2 separate regions of the Triticum aestivum genome follow, and region 1 is linked to region 2. Evidence: chromatin contacts called from public Hi-C data. All regions are on one chromosome and are shown on one strand. The core of a region is the stretch at or near the end of the contact, and the rest is flanking DNA. Distances in the headings are between cores, read along the strand shown. Region 1 holds the start of LOC123054231 (serine carboxypeptidase-like 18). Region 2 holds the start of LOC123054229 (putative glucuronosyltransferase PGSIP8).

The links. A called contact is a pair of places that touch in the nucleus more often than the background predicts.
Region 1: a Hi-C map of leaf shows a contact between it and region 2, with 1.8 times the contacts expected there. The contact joins the promoter of LOC123054231 here to the promoter of LOC123054229 in region 2. A contact is called at or near these places in 3 of 5 Hi-C or Micro-C datasets (all in leaf).

What each region holds. Positions count from the first base shown.
Region 1 is chr2D:526,461,496-526,467,530 of IWGSC CS RefSeq v2.1, reverse strand. It overlaps LOC123054231 (serine carboxypeptidase-like 18), which reads right to left and starts at 2,318. Exons shown (of 13, transcript XM_044477953.1): 1 at 2,081-2,318; 2 at 1,806-1,951; 3 at 1,633-1,709; 4 at 1,413-1,535; 5 at 1,198-1,300. The coding sequence starts at 2,229.
Region 2 is chr2D:526,287,838-526,293,577 of IWGSC CS RefSeq v2.1, reverse strand. It overlaps LOC123054229 (putative glucuronosyltransferase PGSIP8), which reads right to left and starts at 2,983. Exons shown (of 5, transcript XM_044477952.1): 1 at 2,404-2,983; 2 at 188-443. The coding sequence starts at 2,681.

The DNA of each region.
Region 1 (6,035 bases), core at 1,069-3,568, 170 kb before region 2:
GCGCGGGTTTTTACCCCTCGCTACTACTAAGTTGATACTAGTACCGCGGGTTTTTAACCCGCGCTACTACTAAGCGGTCTCTACCGTGCCCTCCCGGGACATGCCATAGTAGTAGTGAGGGGTACAAACCCGCGCTACTACTAAGTTGATAGTAGTAGTGTGGTTTTATACCCCTCGCTACTACTAATTACGAGGTAGGTGAAATCCCCATATCCTCGGCCGAATCCCTCCTCTCTCCCTCACTTTCCCCCTCTCTCACTTTCTTCCTCTCTCCCTCGTACTCCAGCGGTGGCCGCCGCTGGTACACTCCGCTTTCTTCCCCCTCCCCTCCGAGATCCCTCCGGTGGGCGGTCGCCTGAGCTCCTCGCCGCTGCCAAGATGCGGAAGCGTGACCTCGGCACCTCCTCCTCGTCGCCTTCACCGTCTTCTTCTCGCTCCAGGTCAGCCCTCCTCCTCCTCCCCCCTCTCCGATTCGGTCCGGAACCCTAGCTGACCCATCCCCCTCCTCCTCCGGCAGCACGAGGGCGACTTCTCGTTCCGGGAGGCGTGGTACCACCTGTCGAACGACGGGTTCCCGATCAAGCACGACGTGGACCGCCTCCCGCCGCCGACCTCAACGGCGACGGCCGCTGCGAGGTGCTGCTCCCCACGCACGATGCCAAGATCCAGGTCCTCCAGCTCCCGGTCCACGCCGGGCTGGCCTCCGCGGCCGCCCTCGATGGCTTCCACGAGGCGCGCGTCATGGCCGAGATCTCCTTGCACGATTGACAGCACGCACGCGGTTGAGATTTTTTTTTTGGTTTTTCAAATTAATAGTAGTAGCGCGGGTCACAGACACGCGCTACAGATAGTTAGTAGTAGCGCGTGTCGAACCCGCGCTACTACTAACACACGTACTAGTAGCGCGGGATGCATCGTGCTACTACTACTAGTTAGCTGTAGCGCCGTAGTAGCAGCGCAGGCACCCGCACTACTACTAGCTTTTAACCCGCGCTACTACTAGGCTTTTAACCCGCGCTACTACTAGGCTTTTTCCTAGTAGTAACACGTCACCACCTTGTTCTGACGACGGTAATGGTCCTTCGTTTGTCCAGGGATCTCCATGTATTATTATTTTTTATGTTTGGGGGTGCTCTGTGCTTGAAATTTTGTTATAATAGTTCCGGATCATATTTGGACAAAAATATACATACATACCTTCCGAGATCTTTTGAGCAATAAATGGTACAAGATGTCCAGCAAGGGAGTCTCCCCCGAGGTAGAGAGGATTTGTGAGGAACTTGGGATGGTCAGTGAACCACTAAACGTTGTCACGTGGATTGAACTAATTAGTACACAATCTTTCAAAGAAAAATGAACTAACCAGTACTCAGTCGAAGTAGACTAATTAGTGGTCGAGGTCGCTACGATACCTTGATGAGGAGTTCATGGAGCTGCAACGAGGTGGATACTTCCCCGACATCGTAGCCTTCGGGTCGTCTTGAAAAGGAAAATCCTGCCCCAACCGGTGTATCGACGAAAAGGATATTTGCCACCTGCAGATGGACACTATCAACACAGGACTGGACCTGCATATGTATGCACGATAGCCACTAGTACCTAGTAAGTTTTGATGTGCAGAACAAGACCGACCTTGGTCCATGAGTACGGATTGATTCTCAGGCGCGGTACGGTGCCATTGTAAGGCTCTGGGACGAACTGGAATGGACCTGCAGTTGCCACCATGCACATGTATGGAATAATATGATCTGATGTCGGAGAGCAACATGAGATTCGACGCTTCATAATGCAGAGAAAAGAAGTACCGATCTCTAAGGCGAGGCCGCTGAGCACCGAGCAGCGGTCGCCGCCGGTGAGCCAGAGGAGGAAAGGGGCGTCCTCCGCGCCGGCCTCGGACTCGACGAAGTAGTAGAACAGCTCGGTGCCGTTGTCCTCGTCCACCTCCACGTACCTTGTGATTGAGCAGCAGCGGCAGGTCATATAACCTACCCGATGGAGCCGATCAAGGACATCGCACTTCCTACCCTACCGCCTTGGTGCGCGGAAAAATAAGCTGAAGAAGAAAGCGAGGCATGGGTACCCGGTCTCGAGGTGGAAGGGGAGGCGACCTGGCAACCCGGGGAGGCTGGTCACCACCTTGGAGCTGAAGGCTGCGCCGGCGACGGCGAACTGTCGTGTGCTAACCGCGGTCCAGAAGAAGAAGCAGAGCAGCAGCAGCCGCCCGTCCATTCTACTTTCGCGATATTTTGGTTGTTCTCTGCGAGAGGCTGGTATAGGTTGATGACAGGGCGCTAGGCCACGGCATCGAGACCTGTCACCTGTGGTAGTGGATAGGCGACAAGGCATGGCCCATATACACCACCTGCCGTGGCGGTCCATCAATAATGCGATCCGCATTGATGAATTTAGGCCCTGTTTGGTTCATAAGTCTTAGAACTTTTTTTAGTCCCAACTTATAAGTCTCAAGTTCCTAATAAGTCCCTACTTGTTTGGTTACTGAAACTTAACATGGACTAAAAGACCATATTACAACTATAAGTCCCTATAAGTCCCTTCTTGAGAGTCTTATTTCAGAAGTCCCAAATGCCCACTTTAAGTCCCTATAAGTTCCTCTTGTTTGGTTTATTTAAGTCCCTACACCAATAAGTCCCTGTAACCAAACACCCCCTTATGAACATGATTCAAGTATTCCCTGCTGATTTTGCAACATATATCATCATCATGGCATGCTGGCACATATGGATTCAGAGAAATGCAAAGATTTTTGAAGCAAAAGCTCCTTCGATTCAGTCTTGGAAAACTGCTCTTGCCAGGGATTTACAATTGGTCATTCTCAGAGTGAGAGTTAAGCACAGAGAAGCTTTTAGTCAGTGGACTGAAGCACATTTTAGTTAAGAGCTCCTTTACGGTGATTGGGAAAGTACTGGCAGTACTTTCGAGTACTTACCCCTCCGATTTTTATTAGCCGTCCGATCTGGTGGGGGATTAAAAATGAATTAACCTAATTAGTTTAATCAGAGAAGGGCATAATGGTCCAGGGGAAAATATTCTGTTTTCAACCAATCACGTCCACGACGTCTAGATCCAGTCCTCGTTCTCGTCAAGTTCTCGTTCTCGTCCTCTTCCTTCTGTGCGACGAGCCCGGCGAGAGGAACCAACACCGTCGTCGCCGTCGTCCTCGTCCTCCACCTCGTCCCATTCACTATGAACGACGTGCCCGGAGGCAGGAAGAAGATTAAGGCGCGACATTTGCGGCAGCAGTGTCGGAGGCGACGGTGGCGGCGCTATAGGAACTCGCCCCCGCCGATCACATCGCTTCCGGGCTTGCATCCTAAGGTATGAATCGCCCGAATCTCAACTCCTCCCCGTTTGATTGCCCCGTTGGAAGTGACTCTTGGCAAAAACTCCAACTTCCTCGTAGATGGATCTATACTCTGCGGTTGGCCCCTCGGTTAGGCCGCCGGGAGATATCAATGCTTGTTCTGAAAGTAGGCTTGTTTTTCTTGATGCAGCAGGAGATATCAATGCCTGCGGGAGATATCGCCATAAACTTAGTTTTTTTCGTAGCCTGCACTTCCTACTTAGATTTGTTTAGTCATCATCGATTTAGGTTTCCCTAGTGCATGCAATTCAATTTAGAATTTTATCATCATCCATGGTCACTTCACTAGTTTATGGGGGACCCAGTTTATGGACGTTTATGATTGCTTGCCATAACATGTACAAGGAGCAAAGTTTAAAATTCCACGCAAGATTTTGTACTCGGTTTTGCATGCATTTATATTTGTCCTTTCAGATTTTTATTCGTCTGAATTGTGATGCACGAAGACATGGCGGATGTAAGTCACGAGTCAATGATGGAGTACTATCATATTGCCAAGATGTTTAATAGTGAGGATGAAGGTTATAGATTCTATAACAAATATGGTCTTGAGAAAGGTTTTAGTGTCCGCAGAAGTTATGTCGAGTGGGATGAATCCAACTGCCATATAATTTTAAGAAAATTTGTGTGTAGTCGTGAAGGAGTTCGTGAAGAGAAGCACATGAAGAGGAAGATGGAAGATAGAAAGAGGAGGCCACGGAGTATAACTCGTGTAGGGTGTAAAGCTAAATTGGTGATTGCAAGACAGGAGGAAACAGGTCAGTGGTTTGTCAAGGATTTCATCGATGAACACAACCATCCTCTAGCCCCACGGGATCTGTCGTGTCTTTTACGTTCACACAGAAGAATTAGCGATGAGCAGAAAGCGGACATTGCAGACATGGAAAAATCTGGGATCAGGAAACACCATATTATGGATATTATGTGCATGCAATACGGTGATATGATGAGGTTGGATGCATTATGAGGGACATTTAGAATTTCTGCCATGCTAACAAGCAGGAAACAATTTCTTCCGGGGATGCTCAAATGGTGATCAATCACATGGTGGCGAGGCAAGAGCAAGATTCAGATTTTTTTCTTCAGGTACTTGGTTGATGAAGCTGCCATCTGAAGGGACTGTTCTGGTGTGATAGTCAATCCCGACTTGACTACGAGGCTTTCAGAGACGTTATTGTTTTTGATAGCACATACAGAACCAATAAGTACAATCTGCCATTTGTGCCGTTTGTCGGGTTGAATCACCACCGCAGCACCGTTATTTTTGTATGTGGTATCATTTCACATGAAGCAAGCGAGGCATACGAGTGGATGTTACAGACCTTTTCTGATGCTATGGGACAGAAGCATCCTATATCTGTGATCACGGATGGGGACCTTGCAATGCAGAGAGCAATCAGGGTGGTGTGGCCTGACTCAAACCATAGGCTCTGTATATGGCACATTCAGCAGAACATTGTACGCCATCTGCATGATGACGCGGTAAAGGAGGAATTCAGATCTTTCATATATGATACATCTTCCATTGAAGAGCATGAGAGAAAATGGTTACACTTCTTACAACGGAATAAAGTAACAAGTGAGGACTCCTGGCTGCATCAGATGTATAAGATGAGAAAACTGTGGTGTGCTCCATATCTTAAGGGCTGTTGTTTCCTAGGACTGAGCAGCAATCAGCAGAGTGAGAGTTTAAACTCGGTGCTACATACGCATCTTGAGGCTAAGATGACGTTCTTTCAAATGCTAGAGCACTATGAGCGTTGCCTTGCGTCGCGACGCTTGAACGAGGCTCTCCAAGACGTCGAGGCCTTGCAGTCCGTTTCATTCACAGAGGAAAATGCTTCAGTTCTTGAGAAACACGCCGTGAAAGTTTTCACTCCTGTTGTGTTTAAGTTGGTCTTATGGAGCATAGATGCTGTCAAAAAATGTGAGATCAGAGAGGTACTTGATGCAGCAGAAGTTATCACATACGTTGTGTCTAAGAAGGAAAGAATGGATAAAAAGATCGGAGTGCGCACGGAGTCGAAGGAAGGTCTGCTTCGCAGTATCAGTTGTTCTTGTCGCAAATTGGAATGCGTAGGCACACCATGTTCCCACATATTTTACATATTGAGCATTTTACAAGAAGAAACACTGCCCATGTGTTGTGTTCTCACTAGGTGGACAATGAGTGCAAAATGTGCATTCGCACCGACCAGAAAGAGCGAGCTATATGCATACTCTGCAGCCCTACAAAGGTACCGTAAGCTAAGGAATTTTAGTCACGCAGCATGTTTCAAGGCATGCCACTCTGATGAGGCGTTTCAGCATCTAAAAAGGGTTTTGGAAGGACAAGATGTTTGGAAGGGATCAACAAGTGAACAAGCTGATAGCAAGGGATCAATTAATGCTCAGGGTAACAGCATTACGTTTGGCTCGTTGATGCCACAATCGGCTAACCTTGAAGGTGAAGGTTTCGAAAAGGTTCTGGATCCCGTCCATGTGCCAGGCCGAGGTGCTCCGAAGAAAAGGCTACAGGCAAAGATGAAGAAAACAAGAACAAAATGTAGATGTAGCTATTGTCATGAGGCAGATGGTCACAATCGACGTACGTGCGCCAAATTGATAGAGGTACCTAATATGCCGTAATTTAATGTTTTCATGTGTCCAAATA
Region 2 (5,740 bases), core at 1,734-4,233:
AATGACAGCTAGGTCGCTCGTAAAATGAAATACTGAACAACAAACAAAGCATCCAAAAATGATCTCAAAGGTTCCATGCATAACCATTGCAAATAACAAAGGAATAGCACAACTTTAGTCTTAGATCTGCAAAAGGATAATAATGTTTACAGAAGAAAGGAGATGTGTGCTGATTAAGTAATCCTACCTTCAGTACAAAGAGGCCTGTATGGAAGATGCAAGGGTTGATGAAGACTGCACAGAAGTGGCCACACTGAAATAACTCATCAGTGTTCTGGAGAAACATGTTGTCAGAGTCTAGCATAACAACTCGGTCATAGGAAACTAAGCTCCAAGCATACAGCTTATTTAAGGTCAACTTGAATCGTGAGTTGAAGTTATCTTGTTTTTCGTATGGGTTCTTCAAATTATCCACAGAGACCACCTTCACACCATCATCTTTCCTACAGAAACAGTTGGAGATGCATAAATAAATAACAGAATCAAGACTCTGCATGCCAAAAAAAGGTACATTCCAGATTAAGCATATTTAACAGTAATTAATGTATGCTGCATGATTTGCTTCAGAATACATGTGAATTCTAGCAGTAGCATGAGGCATTACAAGAATGTTACATTGAAAGATAAAATAAAAAGCATAATGCTTCACGCACTGCCATAATAACTGTTGTCACACAACTAGAGAGTGACCCCACCCGGCTTCATTTTTATTGCAACCTGGTCGCCTTAGTTTTCCTCTATACTGCCACTATTTTTCGTTCATGATCGGTTATAGTTCTCATATAAAAAATACTGTTGAATACACAGCTCGATAGTAACTGTCTGTTCTGATCCAAAATGCAAGTCTTTAGGACATTGACAGAGTCTTCAAGGTGGTAGGTACTTCAACCGTAGATTTCCATGTGAATATGTTGTCTCACATCATGATAACCATATATTATAAAAGTATATTTCATGATAAATCTAGTACTGTTTGATGTCCTGAATGCAGTAATTCTTAAATGTTTGACTGGCAAAATGCTATAAGGACCTGCATTTTGGATCAGATGTAGTAAGCTTCTAAACCTGAAACAACTCTCAACTTCTCACAATACAGTTTGAAGTTTTGAATGCATTAGTCCATATATTAAAGCCCACTTATGAAAATGCCCAAAGTTGACAATAATTCACAGGCTGATATTCTCTGGAACAGGGGAGAAAGTTTTGGCCACCAAGATACAGAGAAAACTTGCAAAACCACAAAACAAAGCTAGGATTTCCTGAAACGCAATCTTGTAGGCAAGGACTAACAAGCCATAACAGAGATAAATCAACCTAGTCTGACATCCAGATGCGGTCACTTAAACAGCACGACATATATGCCCAACTGAAATTACCTTTTACAGCTATATGCGGTCACAGTCAGTTAATCACCTAACAAGGACTCTATAAGTTATAGAACGTTGACTGGTCAAACCTTGTGACTTTCAGCAAATATCTAGCAGAAACACCAAGTCAATGGTCTAACACGAACTGTTCTACAGTGAAGAAATACTGGTTAACAATAAGGTAGGTAAAATGTGTGCAAATTGGTGGTGGAAATTCGCAGCTCAGGTCTCGCAATTTATCAACAAATATTTCAAAACGCAGGTGAGGTATTATTCTTAACAAACTTCAGTGACTTTGTGCCATTAGAGACGACCATTTCCAAGAAGCATACGAGAGCAACCGACTCAAAGACAGTAACCATTAGAGAAGACCATTTCCAAGAAGCAAGCATGTAACATATATATCGTCTATGCATCCGGAAGTACTGGAAGAAACAGTAACCAACAGGACAATGCGAAAAGTGCACTAAATGATCCGCGCGCCAAAACTGTTCACAAAAGTGCAAGATGAAACTGTAAGAACTTTACATATTTCAGAAACAGAGTAGCGCCACCTTTACCGGATACCCGATATGTTCAGAGAGTTGTACAGAAAGAAAATCAATTTTGAACCAAATAAGAAGAAGAAAGATGAATATATATGTCCATGCACTGAAACATCAATCAATCAAATATACACTGATCTTTTTTTGCGAAATAATCAAATAATCATTAATCGGCGTTGGGTAGAAACGAAGGCGTTCCACTGACCAACCAAAGTTCAGACGAAGGGGGTCGAATCAAATATGGCATGGAACTACCCAAGTTGCTACTAACAGAACATAGATGTAGCTATAAATATGCAGCAAGCAACGAACCAAGCCCGAAGTCAACCAGTGAAGCAATAGGGTTTTTTCAAGAAAGAGAAACACTCAAGCAACCCAGCTCGGCGTCGAATATCTACTCAATAGTCAACAGGGGGTGAAATTTTTGGCACCGCCCAACGATCCAAGGCAGAAAAGACGACAGGGGGGGGGGGGGGGGGGGGAGGGCTTACAGCGCCTGGACCCAGCGCGGCGGGACGTCGAGCGAGGCGATCACGACGCGGTCGGCGTCGGCGCCGAAGCCGCGCAGCGAGCGCATCATGACGCGCGTGGCCACGTAGAACTCGTAGTCGCGGGGCGTGCCCATGTACATCATCGCCGCGTACGCGTGCCGGCGCGGCCCGGGCTCCCCGACGGCCGCCTTGCTGTCCTCCGCGCCCGCCGCGGCCAGCGCTTGCGCCGTCACCCACGCGAGGACGAGGAGCCAGCGCAGGCCCGCGAGCCGCCCCATGCCGCCCGGGAACCTCCTGCGGGCCAGATCTAGCTGCGAGCCGGTATCAACGCGGCGGGGGCAGGTGCCCGTAGCATCAGCAGGCGGCGGCGAGCGGACGGAGGGGGGCGCCGCGGGAATGGGCGGGGTAGGGGGAGGGGGCGGACGGTGGCCGCCGGTGAGCTGCCTCGGGAGCTGGAGCTGGAGCGGCGCGCTGTTGTTGTTTCTTTGTGTTTTTCTCCTCTCCTCCGTGATTGCAGGCAGGTCGGCTTCAGCGGGAGTGGGAAAGGTGGAGCTGGTCAGCTGCTGGGAGTAGCAGAGAAGGGGAGACGGCGAGAATGGAGCTGCTCAAGTAGGAGTACAACTCCGTGCCCCGTAGACTGGTACAGTACACGCGGCACGTGGAAGACTAATCATGGTGTGCTACTGGCCGGTTGCTTCAGGGTGGGTTAACCCTGGTCAGGTCAGTCACGTTAGTCAAAGCAGAGTCCGCCGGTTTTAACAAGAGGTGAAGTTGACCAGTATCCCTTTTTTACCTCAAAATGACAGAACTCCTGTATTCGTTAAGGAGAGAATAATTGCTTGGTTAATTAGAGAAAACCATGCGAAAACCAAGTATCCAGTTAATTCTACAAAACCGAGCAAAAATCCGCACAACCGCTGAGCTGAGCGGCACACATAAGATACTATCCGCACACGCCACCCAATGAGGGCCTAAACGCAAGCGTCATGATCACCCCTTCTCCCCTAGAGGCGCCATCGCCATCCCTAAACCTTGAGCAAACGACTCCGACTTCGCCGAATGCAATCGTCGACGCAACCCATGCTGCACTGTACAGGTCGTGTCGAGTGATAAGAAGATTCGCGCCAAAATCCCAATCACCCGCGGCCAGACAACGCAACTCCGACTCTGACAAAGAACTAGACATGGATGGCGCTGCAGAAGATCACCGAACCAACCAGCTGTTGCATGTCATCATACGCCACCGGTCTAAGTGGTCTCCTGGCTAACACCAAAGTCCTAGTTTGTTTTATCTTTGGCAAAAAGGTGTGGATCCAAAATTCATCAGAAATGCGAAGCTTTTCAATATCTCATGAAAATTGCATCGAGATTTCTGAACCACCAAACCACCATTATCAGTGTCAGAATGAGCCGCCGACGTGTCGTTATCACCTCTCCCCTACTGAACCCAGTCTGACCCTGTCAGTGGAGCCAAAAAGTCTTCGTGCACGTGTTGTGAATCCGCAGTCGTCGCCATTTAACCCTTAAATCGATCTAAAGCTCCACTAACATTGCCGTCCCAAGAAGATAGCAAAATCTACGAGGAAGCTCCGTCAATTCCATCCTGACAGACGAACTCGAGGAGGATCGAAACCCAAATGACCAACTCAAAGAATAGACGCTGTCATTTGCCTGAACGTCGTCCTGCGAGGAGAAAAACCCTAATATAAACTACTAGCCTGAGCCAAGTCACCATGATTCTCCTCTACATCACCGACTGCTGGAGCGTCATGCTGTTGGGGATCGTAGCAGAAATTTAAAATTTTCTACGCATCACCAAGATCAATCTATGGAGTCATCTAGCAATGAGAGAGATGAGTGCATCTACATACCCTTGTAGATCGCGAGCGGAAGCGTTCAAGGTGAACGGGGTTGATGGAGTCGTACTCGTCGTGATCCAAATCACCGATGACCGAGCGCCGAACGGACGGCACCTCCGCGCACACGTACGGAGTAGCGACGTCTCCTCCTTCTTGATCCAGCAAGGGGGAAGGAGAGGTTGATGGAGATCCAGCAGCACGACGGCGTGGTGGTGGAAGTAGCGGGGATCTCGGCAGGGCTTCGCCAAGCTCAGCGAGAGGGAGAGGTGTTACGGGAGCGAGAGGGAGGCGCCAGGGGCTGTGGTGCGGCTGCCCTCCCTCCCCTTCCTATATATAGGCCTCCTGGGGGGCGCCGGCCCTGGGAGATCTGATATCCAGGGGGGCAGCGGCCAAGGGGTGGCTTCCCCCCCAAGCCAAGTGGGGGGCGCCCCCACCCCTAGGGTTTCCAACCCTAGGCGCAGGGGGAGGCCCAAGGTGTAGGGAATCGTAGCATAATTTAAAATTTTCCTACGCTCACCAAGATGCATCTATGGAGTCTACTAGTCACGAGGGGAAAGGAGTGCATCTACATACCCTTGTAGATCGCGAGCGGAAGCATTCCAATGAACGTGGATGACGGAGTCGTACTCGCCGTGATCCAAATCACCGATGACCGAGTGCCGAACGGACGGCACCTCCGCGTTCAACACACGTATGGTGTAGCGACGTCTCCTCCTTCTTGATCCAGCAAGGGGGAAGGAGAGGTTGATGGAGATCCAGCAGCACGACGGCGTGGTGGTGGATGTAGCGGGTCTCCGGCAGGGCTTCGCCAAGCTTCTGCGAGAGAGAGAGAGAGGTGTTGCAGGGGAGGAGGGAGGCGCCCAAGGCTGTAGGTTTCTGCCCTCCCTCCCCCCCCTTTATATAGGCTCCCTTGGGAGGGGGGGCCGGCCAAAACCCATCTAGGATTGGGGGGGCGGCGGCCAAGGGGTGGAAAGGGGTTGCCTTGCCCCCAAAGGCAAGGGGGAAGCCCCCCCCCACCCTAGGGTTCCCAACCCTAGGCGCATGGGGGGAGGCCCATGGGGGGCGCCCAGCCCACTAGGGGCTGGTTCCCTTCCACTTTCAGCCCATGGGGCCCTCCGGGATAGGTGGCCCCACCCGGTGGACCCCCAGGACCCTTCCGGTGGTCCCGGTACAATACCGGTAACCCCCGAAACTTTCCCGGTGGCCGAAACTGGACTTCCTATATAAAATTCTTCACCTCCGGACCATTTCGGAACCTCTCGTGACGTCCGGGATCTCATCCGGGACTCCGAACAACTTTCGGGTTTCCGCATACATATATCTCTATAACCCTAGCGTCACCGAACCTTAAGTGTGTAGACCCTACGGGTTCGGGAGACATGCAGACATGACCGAGACGCCTCTCCGGTCAATAACCAACAGCGGGATCTGGATACCCATGTTGGCTCCCACATGTTCCACGATGATCTCATCGGATG